Regions from separate parts of the Mus musculus genome. Here region 2 is linked to region 1. A link is a contact called in public HiChIP or PLAC-seq data. All regions are on one chromosome and are shown on one strand. The core of a region is the stretch at or near the end of the contact, and the rest is flanking DNA. Distances in the headings are between cores, read along the strand shown. Region 1 overlaps Adap2 (ArfGAP with dual PH domains 2). Region 2 holds the start of Rhot1 (ras homolog family member T1).

Region 1 (5,592 bases), core at 1,922-4,421:
TATGTATTAGGGGCTGGCTTGTACTGAAGCCCTTGGCAGGAAGGCACCTGCTGCCATCGGTATCTTGAGGATCCTTTCTCTCTTCTAGGGTAAAGCCCCAAAGGCTGTCATCAGCATCAAGGACTTAAACGCCACCTTCCAGACAGAGAAGATAGGACATCCCCACGGGCTGCAGATCACCTACAGGAAAGAGGGCCACACCAGGAACCTGTTTGTTTATCATGACAGTGGGAAGGTGAGATGACTCAAGTTACTTCTGCAGCCTCCAGCATGGCGCCTGGTCCATGGGCTCAGCTCATCACCTCCACTGCAAGCTTTATCTATCATGCACTCAGCTGCTTCTGGAGACCTGCTGCCACTGTCGCCACACTGCTTCAGCTGCTGCCGCTCCTGCTCCTGCTGCTGCTCCTGCTGCTGCTGCTGCGTGTCTTTATCTATTTCCACTTTATACTCTGAATCAGAGATCTGAGGGAGGCAGAATGGGATATAGATGAACCTAACAAGTACTGCGAATGTATCTGAGCAGTACACACTCATCAGGGAGAGAAAAGTTAGTAGAGGTCCGGGACCTTAGCCAAATACAGCAAATCCACTGGCTATGGTGGCACACACCAGGCTCCAGTATTAGGTAGGCAGAGGCATGTGGATCTCTGAGTTTGAAGCCAGCCTGGTCTATAGATTCAGGTCCAGGACAATCTGGATTACATAGTGCGACGATAACAATAACAACAAAAACAAACAAACAAGAAAGGGCAGGTATGGGTAGGGTAGAGTTTGTGATTGAGGAGGAAGGGTCAATGGACAGGGCCAGGATCCTTCCTTCCACATGTCAAACTGGACCAAGAGCATCCTTATGACTTAAGATCTTGTGAGCCTGGAGGAATGGCTCAGTGCAACCCCTGCTGCCCTTGCAGAGGACCTGGGTTCAGTTCCCGGCACCGACACAATAGTTTATGACTTCAGTTCCAGGACCTCCAGTGCCCTCTTCTGGTTTCTGTGTATGCAGGATGCTTAGTTGGTGCATAGACATACCTGCAGGTAAAACACATTAAGTAGAAACAAATACCTTTTAAGAAAATACGTGATTTTATGAATAGGGGTGTTTTGCCTGCATCGTGTTTGTGTATCGCATTCGTGCATGGTGCTCACAAGGCCAGGAGATGGTATCAGACTCCCCTGGAATGGGAGTTATAGATTAGTGTGGGTCCTGGGAGTTAAAGCTGGGTCCTCTGGAAGAACAGCCAGTGCTCTTAACTGCTGAGCCATCTATCTGTCCAGTCCCAAAATAAATAAGCAAAACTAGTCTCAGTCCACCCGAGACCTGCTCAATTAGAAACTTTCACAGAGTCTTGAGTGATGAGGACACACAAAAATGTTTAGGAAACATTATAACTTTGTAGTCCCATCACTTGGCAGACTGAGGCAGGAGGATCATGGTTTTGCAGCCGAATTAGGATTCATAGCAAGACGGGGAGATCAGCCTGTAGGAGGAGAACAGTCAAGCAAAGGATAAATGTGAGAGTGAACTGGCTCAGCAGAGTCGGTGACAGGACAGGCAGAGATGCTAAGTACACACGGAGAAGCATTGGCTGACACTGTGGGGTCATTTAACTTTGCCAGACGTGCTCTTGGTGACTGTTAGCCTTCATGTCTGAATGTTTGACAACCCTGAAAATACTTTCTCCCCACATTCAAGGGACAGGGACAGATCAGGTCCCTTACTCAGGTCACACAGTAGAGAGTTCCTCAGTCCAGCATCCATTTAACAACTTTTTTTTTTTTTTTTTTTTGTGGGAGGGATCAAAACAGGGTTTCTCTGTATAGCCCTGGCTGTCCTGGAACTCAATTTGTAGACCAGGCTGGCCTCGAACTCAGAGATCCGGCTGCCTCTGCCTCTGCTACTGGAGTGCTGGGGTCAGTGTGCCACTACCACCCGGCCAAGACACTTTTTTAAAATTAGATCTCTTCCTTTTATTTTATGTGTAAGTATGATTCTGCTGGTGAGAGAACCTTGGGCAGCAGCTATCTGGAGTTAGAGGAAGAGATTTTCCCAGGGTTCCTCAAACTGGGGAGGTGACTCTGGACTGCTCCCTAATGCCCACCTTTCTCACGGCTTTTTTTTTTTTTTAAGATTTATTTATTTATTATATGTAAGTACACTGTAGCTGTCTTCAGACACACCAGGAGAGGGCATCAGATCTTGTTACGGATGGTTGTGAGCCACCATGTGGTTGCTGGGATTTGAACTCAGGACCTTTGGAAGAGCAGTCAGTGCTCTTAACTACTGAGCCATCTCTCCAGCCCTTTCTCATGGCTTTTACCTGCTTTGTAGATTGGTTTTTGTTTGCTTGGGGACTTGGTTGGGTTTTTTGTTTGTTTGTTTTTTGGGTGTTTGTTTGTTTGTTTTGTTTTGTTTTTTGTTTTTGTTTTTTTGAGACAGGGTTTCTCTGTGTAGCCCTGGCTGTCCTGGCACTCACTTTGTAGACCAGGCTGGCCTCGAACTCAGAAATCTGCCTGCCTCTGCCTCCGGAGTGTTGGGATTAAAGGCGTGCGCCACCACGCCCAGCTGAGGATTTCGTTGTTATTGTTGTTATTTTGAAGGATTCATACCTGGTAATCTAGGCTAGCCTGGAACTTGTGTAGACTTGGCTGGCCTTGGACACACCCGAGTGCTGAATAAAGGTGTGTACCACCACACCTGGCTCCCACGGGGCCTTTAAGCACCGAGTGACCAGGAAACATCACCTTGAAAGTATTTGACAGTGGTGAGAGGTGATGGAAGCACCCTGGGCTGCAGCTTCTGTCTGCTCAGGCCTGTAAGACTGTTTTTCTTCTCCTTACGCTGCGAATATAAATATAGCCTAAGTACATGCTGGGTTCCTTTTTTTTCTGAGGTGGCTCCATTTTCTGAATGCCTAAGACCCAAGAACTTTTGATTTTCATTTTCTTTCCTTTTTAGGGAGGAGTTGTATTTTGCTATGTAGCTCAGCTGGTCTTGAACTTGGAGCAATCCTCCTGTCTCAACTTTCCTCCCACTGAGATTGTAGGCATAGGCCAACATACCCTGCCAAGAACGCCCTTAACAAACACCAGGACAGGAGACTCAGAAGTCCCACTAGGCCTGTGTGTCTGTCTGGCTATGTCTGGCTTTGGGCGTAGAAAGGAACTTGTTGCTCTCTGTTGAGTCTGCACTCACATGACTTCCTCAATCAGTGCATGACCTCTGTGCCCTGCACCACAGATCTCCCAGCAAGTCTTTCTGCCTCTCCATCCCAGATTCCTGGGAGAGAGCAGATCTGATAAGTCCAGTCCCGTCTCTTTATTGGTCCATCTGCTGTATCCAAGGCAGGGTGGGGACTGTTGGGGTATGAGGTTGAGGATCAGGTCTCAGAGAAACTGGGAGAGGAGCAACCCAGTGGGGAGGAGCAACCTAGAAGGCTTCCATTGTGTCTCACCACTGTGAAATACTTGCACAGGAATTTATTACAACATCTAAACTAATGTATGCAATGAATGGACTGTCATAGGTCAAAGGGTGGGTAGGGTAGGAAGGAGAAGCACGTGGAGTGGTGGGAATGTGGGTAGTGATTGGAGTGGGGATGAGAGAGAGAGGCAGGAGGACAACAAGGTTCAAGTGTGGCCTCCATGACAATCTCCTGTATCAAACATAAGAATAAAATGAAGAGGTGATGTGGTGTGCATGTGCAGTCGCCATACATGGGAGGAAGAAGCAGGAGAATCAAGGGTTCAAGGCTAGCCAGGCGGTGGTGTCTTCGGTGTCTTCAGCATCAGCAGTGGTGACTCATGCTTTAGTCCCAACACTTTGGAGGCAGAGGCAGGCATATCTCTTGTTAGTTCAAGGCCATCCTGGTCCACAGATAGCCAAAGTTTCACAGAGTAACCCTGTCTTGATAAAAGCAAACAAACAAACAAAAAAAAGAGTTCAAGGCTAATCTCTGCTACTTAGATGTTTGAGGAGGCTAGCCTGGACTACATGGGACTCACCACAAAAATAAATAAATAAATAAATACATACATACATACATACATACATACATACATACTAAAAAACAAACAAAAAAGTAAAAAGGACTCTGGAGATACAGAAGTTGTAGAAGGCTTCTCTAAACATTGTAAAATGAGGTGGAGGGGGAAGCTGGAGAGATGTCTCAGCAGTTAAGAGCACTTGCTGTTCTTGCACAGGACCTGGGTTCAGTTCCCTAAACTCACATGGTGGCTCACACAGCTGCTTCTGACTGCAGTTACAGGGGATCTCCAAGGCTGTCTTCTGTCCTTCGTGGGCCCACTCTGGGGCACATATATGCGTGTGGGTGTAGGCATGCACACATACACATGAGGAAAGGAAAGCATGGGTCGGGGTGGGGGAGAAGGAAGGAAGGAAGGAAGGAAGGAAGGAAGGAAGGAAGGAAGGAAGGAAGGAAGGAAGGTAGGTAGGAAGGAGACAGGATGGCTGACTGGAGAGGAGCTGAGAAACCCTTGGGGATGTGGTTCTCCGGTGAGACGATGTTGGCTCACCATTATGAAGGATGTGCTCTCAGTGTGACATCCCCTTGTGGCTGGCCTGTGCATTCCAGGTCCCTCCTGAGCATCTCTGATGGAGGAATGTCTCCACATGCAGCCCCCACCCCCACCTGAAGAACTGTGTCCCAGCACCCCACAGCATCACAGCCCCTGGGAGTCTTAATGCTAAGGAATACAGTCTTAGCCCCACTCCACACCAGTCTCCTAATAGGAATCCAGGAGTGTCTTCTAAACTTAAAGAAGTGTACTAAGCCTTTTTGTGCAGCTCACACTTGTCTTTTTCCGTGGCTGGAAGCTCTTCCTGTCTGTGACTTGTGACTAGCTCAGGGCAGTCCCCTGGGCTCTGATAATCACCCTTTCCAGATGTTCCCTGATGGGACTGTGTGAAGTGTGTATTTCCTGAACCTGTGTGTGTGTGTGTGTGTGTGTGTGTGTGTTTGTGTGTGTGTGTGTGTGTGAAGTAGTGACCCCGTTCCCTGTAGCCCTGTCAGCAAGGTTCTCCCACATCCGCCCATCTCACCACTGTGTGTGCTTTGCATTTTTCCTGGCAGGAGATAGTGGATTGGTTCAATGCTCTCCGTGCAGCCCGCCTGCAATACCTGAAATTGGCCTTTCCTGATCTCCCAGAGTCTGAGGTGAGCTAAATGTGGACTTGACTTCTGCGTGTTCCATCCCCTCCCCCTTTCTCTGCTTGTCTCTTGACCCCTAAGACACACAGGGGCTAGACAAGGTTTACTGCAGTTAAGCCTAGGAAGGCTGGAGTAAAACAACTCTCTGTGGGGTCAAGGGCCTCAGCCTTTGAACATCTTTCTGAAATTTCCCACTGAAATATGCAAATGAGCCTACCTATTGTATGCACAGTGCTTCTAGCCCATTTTATCTGGACCCTTCCTATATAGTAATTACTTAGAACTGAGAGTTGGGTTTGGTGATTGCTCCCATTGCCCTTCCACAGCTGTGTCCTGTGATGCTTGGTCCTTGGGAGATGTTGGGATCTGCCTGTGGTGGTAAAGGTAACAGTAAGCGGAGGACTTCCTATCGATTGTCCCC
Region 2 (5,645 bases), core at 2,051-4,550, 40 kb after region 1:
TTATGTGTGTGGGTTCTTTTGGCTGTGTACTATGTGCATGTTCAGTGCCTTCAGAGGCCAGAAGGCACTACATCACCTGAAACTGGAGCTACAGACCACTGTGAGCAACCATGTGGATGCTGGGAGTCAAACTTGGGTCTTTGCAAGAACAGCCAGTGCTTTTAGCTGCTGATCCATCTCTCTGGCCCGTCTGCTTGGATTTTAAAGTAAGTGTTATTTACAAAGTGCTTCTTCATAGTAACATCTCTGATGTCTTCCCAGATCTTTTTCTCCTTAGATCCCTGCCTAGCAGACTTTTTCCCTTGATAAAAATGTCAAAGCTTTTAGATAGCACACATCTACAATACCATGAAGGCTTCCCTCTCCTGTGGGAGCCCTGCAAAATTTGAATTAATGCTGCTCTCAAATGCAGCGGTGCATCGAGCTCCTTGGGTCATGACCCACTACAGAGTGTGGCTTGAGGTGGCAGTTGCCCAAATGCTTGCTCTTTTTCAAAAGGCCTTTGTGATTAATGATCTGGTCTTTGTGTAACTTTTTTTTTTTTTAAAGAAAAGTTTTGGGCCTTGGAAAATGGCTTAGTGGGTAAAGAAGTAAAGACTTGAGTTCAGATTCTCAGCACCTACATAAAAAGTGCCACGTGTGTGTGCTGACGGTGGAGGGTGCAGGGGTGTAGAGACAGGCAAATCCTGAGTGGCTTGCTGGCCAGGCGGTTTAGCCGTATCAGTGAGTTCTAGCTTTAGTGAGAGACCCTCTCTCAAGCAAAACCAAGGTGGACAGTGATGGAGGAAGGCTTCTGACTTCCAATAGCATGAGAAGGGGTATGTGTTTGCATTAAACACACACACACACATGCACCACACACTAAATAAACACATCTTTTTTTTTTGGTTTTTGTTTTTCAAGAGATGGATTCTCTGTGTAGCCCTGGCTGTCCTAGAACTTGCTCTATAGATCATGCTGGTCTTAACCTCACAGAGATCTGCCAGCCCCTGTCTGTTGAGTGCTGAGATTAATGGCATGGGAGATATCCCCAGCTAAAATTCTGTATGATACATTATTCAGATACAAAGCACAATCTCTGACTTACTGTGATTTGACTATTTATTTATTATTGCTGACCTGTTTTGAGTCAAGGTCTCTTTATGTAGTCTTGGCTGGGATGGAACTATTTTTTTTTCTTTTTTAAAAACATTTTTATTTATTTTATGTATGAGTGCTCTACCTGTATATACACTTGCATGCCAGAAGAAGGCATCAGACCCTGGTATAGATGGTTGTGAAACACCATGTGGTTGCTGGGAGTTGAACTCAGGACCTTTGGAAGAGCAGGCAGTGCTCTTAACCATTGAACCATCTCTCCCAGACCCTGGAGTAGAACTCTTTTAAGAAATCAGCCTGTCTCTGCCTCCTGAGTACTGGGATTAAAGGCACCTGTCACCACTTCCAGCTATATTAAAAAAGAAATCTATAGTAGTGTCAATTGTTTCTCTATCTTTTGGCTAAAATGTATCATAGTGCCAAAGTGATAACATGGTTAATAGAATTGTATTTCACAATTTTTGATGCCTTTCTGGGCTAGTAATAGGCAGGACAGCAGCAGCAAGTGTCTCTCAGCTGTGTGATCAGGAAGATAAACTACTGTGTTATTTAAATGTGGTGCTTGGAAGGTTACTAGATTACTAGATTTCTGTTTATAGTGGGTTTATCTGGTGGTGATTCCATCAGAAAATAGTGGAACATTTAAATATTACTTCATGAGGTTGCTCCAAATATTTATGCAAGGAAGGGTCTGACATCTTCATTTGGTAGAGAAGAAACAGGCAGAGGGGCCATGAGTCCTCTAGAGTCCTGTAATCTTCTTTGCAGCTACCGTCCTAGGGACATCTCCCTGTGAACAAGAGGTGTGCCTTCACCCCCTGTTGTATCACGGAGTGGGGTTTTGTTGCTTGTTTGAGACAGGGTTTCATTGGGTAACTCAGGTTGGCTCTCAACTAGTGGTCCTGCTTCAACCTCTTGAATACTGGGATGGTTTATATCACCACACCAGCTTTCCCAGGCACTTTTTAAGAAAGGGTTTCCTTCTATTTCTGTCTGTCTGTTTTTTTGTTTGTTTGTTTGTTTTTTGAGACAGGATTTCTCTGTATAGCCCTGGCTGTCCTGGAACTCACTTTGTAGACCAGGCTGGCCTCGAACTCAGAAATCTCCTGCCTTTGCCTCCCAAGTGCTGGAATTAAAGACGTGTGCCACCACCGCCTGGTGGGCATGAAATATCTATGTGTGGATAAGAATAGCTTTGATGGCTTAATCTTCTTGCCACCACCACTTTCAGGTTTGAAATACCATGGCTCCTTAGGTCTCACCCTAAAGCCCAGGCTGGCCTCAGATTCATGGCAATCCTTCTACTTCATCTTCCCAGATGCTGGGATTACAGGCATGAGCTATCACGCCCTACTTTTTTTTTTTTTTTTTTTTTTTGGTTTTTCGAGACAGGGTTCCTCTGTGTAGCCCTGGCTGTCCTGGAACTCACTTTGTAGACCAGTCTGGCCTCGAACTCAGAAATCTGCCTGCCTCTGCCTCCCCGGTGCAGGGATCAAAGGCGTGCGCCACCATGAAAAAAAAGCCCGGTTGTCGGCCTTTTTTTTTTTTTAAGCAATTTCTTGGGCTGTGATATAGTCTCGGGTAAAAGTGCTTTCTGTTCAGGCCTGATGACCTGAGTTTGACCCCTGGATCCAAAGTGCCTCTAAGAGCTGGCTTGTGCCATAATGTCAGCCAAGTACCAATTCTTGAGGACTGTCCTCTGACCGCCACATACTCACCATGGAAGATACTCAAACGCACGTGTCATACACAAATATACAGAATAATACATTTTGAGGGGGGGAAAACAGGTGATGGGCTCTGGGGAGTGTTCACACCCTGGGAGCCAGTAACCTTGTTCAATAAAGCATTTTTGAAAGGTAAGTCCAACAGTGTGAACACAGCTGAAAACCAGGTAGGCAGGTCTCTTGCCCTCCTGGACATTATCGTTTAGTGAAGAAATCTCCGATTCACGACCAAGCTCCTGCTGCGTGACCCTGGACTCTTCTGTTCTTGTTCTGTAAAACAAGTGGGCTCTGACTGTTCTGACCAAGGAATCTGTCACTTACATCCTCTGGCAGTGTTCAGACTGTGGCAGGCAAACCTCCGGGGTTTTGCGCTACCGTCTGCCTTCCTGCAGGGGCGCTGTTCAAGATACGAGAGCGTTGAGGTTCCGAAAGCTCTTGTCCCTCGCCGCCCGCCGTCGTCCTCGCCGCCGCCGCCGCCCGCGTCCGCGGAGCCGGAGGAGGCGGAGCTGGCTTGCCCCGGCTCCCAAGCGGAGCGGTAGAGGAGGAGTCGGTGCGGCAGGTCCTGGCGGCCGAGATTCGGGCGCAGAGGCCGCTAAGGCTGGCAGGGAGCGGCGGTATCGCGGGGAGAGCGGCGCCACGGGCTGGACGCTCCCGGCGTGAGGCGTGCGCTCCATGCGTGCGGGCCGAGTGCGGCCCCTGCGAGCCTCCGACATGAAGAAAGACGTGAGGATCCTGCTGGTGGGAGAACGTGAGTCCGCGCCCTGCCCGGCCTCGCAGCCCGGGTGCCCTCTCCAAGCCTGCCAGCCCCTTTGCTCTTCCCTACCGTGGCCCTCTGCTCCTCGCAGGCCTTGTCCCCCTTCAGTCCCTAACGCCCGGTCCTCTCGCTGCGAAAGCTGTCGCCGTCGCCACCACCTCCTCGAGTTCTTTCCTCTTGGGCCTCAGCGTTTGTCGGGCCACCTCCCGTCCGACCCTCTGGTCGCCTGTCAGTCACTCATTGCCAGGCAGATGTTGGAACAGGCAGACTGAGCACTTGGGACTGCGGGAACCGGCTGGCGGGGGACACTAGGGGGAGGAGGAGTGCAGAAGTAGTCGACTTGGGAGCAAGGTCAGGTCTCTGGAATTTTTTTTTTTTTTTTTTTTCACTTGCTGCCTTCACTGCTACTGTGCATGGGCATTAAGAGAGAGCGTTGGCTTGCTTGAGTAAGTAGCTCAGTAGTAGAATTCTAGCATGCATAAAAACCTGGATTCAGTCTCCAGCACCAAGAAGAAAAAAAAGAGCTTAAGATAGCGGGATTTTTTAAAAATTAGATTTTTTTTTTTTTTTTTTTGCCGTACTTGTGTCGAACAAACTCCTTCAAGTTAATAATATGAGTATTGAGTGAACGATACTTAACTAGGGAGGGATCTTTAGATGGGGCGATTGTTACCCTAAAAGTCTTAATTTTCGCTCCTTGTTAGACATTCCATAGTTCTGTAGTAGTTCTTTTAATAAGAGCAGGCATATAGGGCTTCCGAACAGGCACATGTTCCCATGCTCTTTAAAGATAGATCTCACTTTTTTCCTGGTAAAGAAGACAAAACAACAAAAACAACGCTTTTGCTGGCTGATAGGAATGCAGTATAGAGCAGGGATTTCTGATCTTACTGCGAGGTACATGACTTAATCATGGCAACTAAGTTAAAAAGAGGGGTTCATTAGTTCATGTTTTGCCATTGCTGATTTGAAGCATTCTATTATAAACCACTCAATTATATCTTTAAGTAGCCTCTCTAGGTCGCTGTGATACATTCCTAAGGAGGAAAGTGTACATATTAAGAAAAAAAAAACAATTTTGGGGGGGTGGGGTAGGGTGTGCTCTTAGGGCCCAGACAGAGCAAGTCAGATCCCTCGGAGCTAGAGTTACAGGTGGTTTGAGCCACCAGACTTGGGTTTTCTGCTTTTAACCACTGCAGCCCCAAGTCTGCTGGCCTCAGAAAGGGGCGGGAGGGGAGGAAACGACTGTGGACTGTTGATCCGTGTAGCTGTAGCAGCTTTTGGGAGAACTCTAGTCAAAATTGGGAACTAAGCTCCCGTGAAGCATAGTTTGCTTTTTTATTTTCAGTTATGGGTTTTTGGCCTTATTTATAATGGTATCTTACTCTTTCTTTTGCATCAAGTTCTCTAACAGTAAAGGAAGACATTATTTAAGGCATGGTTGGTGCTGATACATTTGGGGGAAAATTAGGGAAAGTGAGCAGGTGACCCCTTAATTGTATTTTCTAAAAGTCTAATGCTTTTTAAAACTCAATTTGTAAAAAAGATATTTTGGATTTGGTGTTCAATATAGGAACCGATGATACAGCATTAGTGTATAGACTGAGTAGAAATGCTATACATGCTGGGCGTGGTGACGCATGCCTTAATTCCCAGCACTGGGGGGGTGGGGAGGGGGGCGGGCTACAAAGTGAGTACCAGGACAGCCGGGGCTACACAGAGAACCCTGTCTCGAAAAAAAAAAAAAAAAAAAAAAAAAAGAAGTGCTGTACATATGTCAGATTCAGTGGCACCGTAGGACATTTTACATTAACTTTAACAGTATTACTTAGGAATATGCAGAAGTTTAAAATTTGTTAGAAAAAGTATGTCATGTAGTCCTGAAAGCCAGCTAGAGAATCGGAACAACTCTGTGTGGGTTTTCTGACCACAGGGAGCAAGTTATAAGAGAAAGCCTTAGCTTTTGAAGGAGACCCTGCTTTTTCCTAAGAGGATGGTGCCAACCATGTGGTTGGCACACATCTGTGAGCCATTACTCAGGAGTCTGAAGTAGGAGGATGGTTAAT

The links. HiChIP or PLAC-seq counts read pairs in DNA pulled down with a chosen protein or histone mark.
Region 2: an H3K27ac HiChIP or PLAC-seq map of embryonic stem cells shows a contact between it and region 1, with 10 read pairs. The contact joins the promoter of Rhot1 here to the enhancer-like site in region 1. A contact is called at or near these places in 2 of 15 datasets of contacts at CTCF or cohesin (CD8 T cells and the NIH/3T3 cell line), 3 of 484 Hi-C or Micro-C datasets (CD8 T cells and embryonic stem cells), 7 of 115 datasets of contacts at active chromatin or transcription factors (double positive thymocytes, embryonic stem cells and microglia) and 3 of 9 other capture datasets (adipose tissue, liver and pancreatic islet).

What each region holds. Positions count from the first base shown.
Region 1 is chr11:80,165,585-80,171,176 of GRCm38.p6, forward strand. It overlaps Adap2 (ArfGAP with dual PH domains 2), which reads left to right. Exons shown (of 11, transcript NM_172133.1): 6 at 89-235; 7 at 5,094-5,177. Among named protein-coding and RNA genes, the nearest start is that of Adap2, 14 kb to the left of the region's middle. Within about 2 kb of position 3,172, at least 57 of the 459 cell types and tissues checked have an H3K27ac peak or open chromatin away from gene starts, as enhancers often do. A contact at or near this core is called in adipose tissue, embryonic stem cells and microglia, where this site is marked.
Region 2 is chr11:80,205,751-80,211,395 of GRCm38.p6, forward strand. Rhot1 (ras homolog family member T1) reads left to right here and starts at 3,301. Exons shown (of 19, transcript NM_021536.8): 1 at 3,301-3,573. The coding sequence starts at 3,498.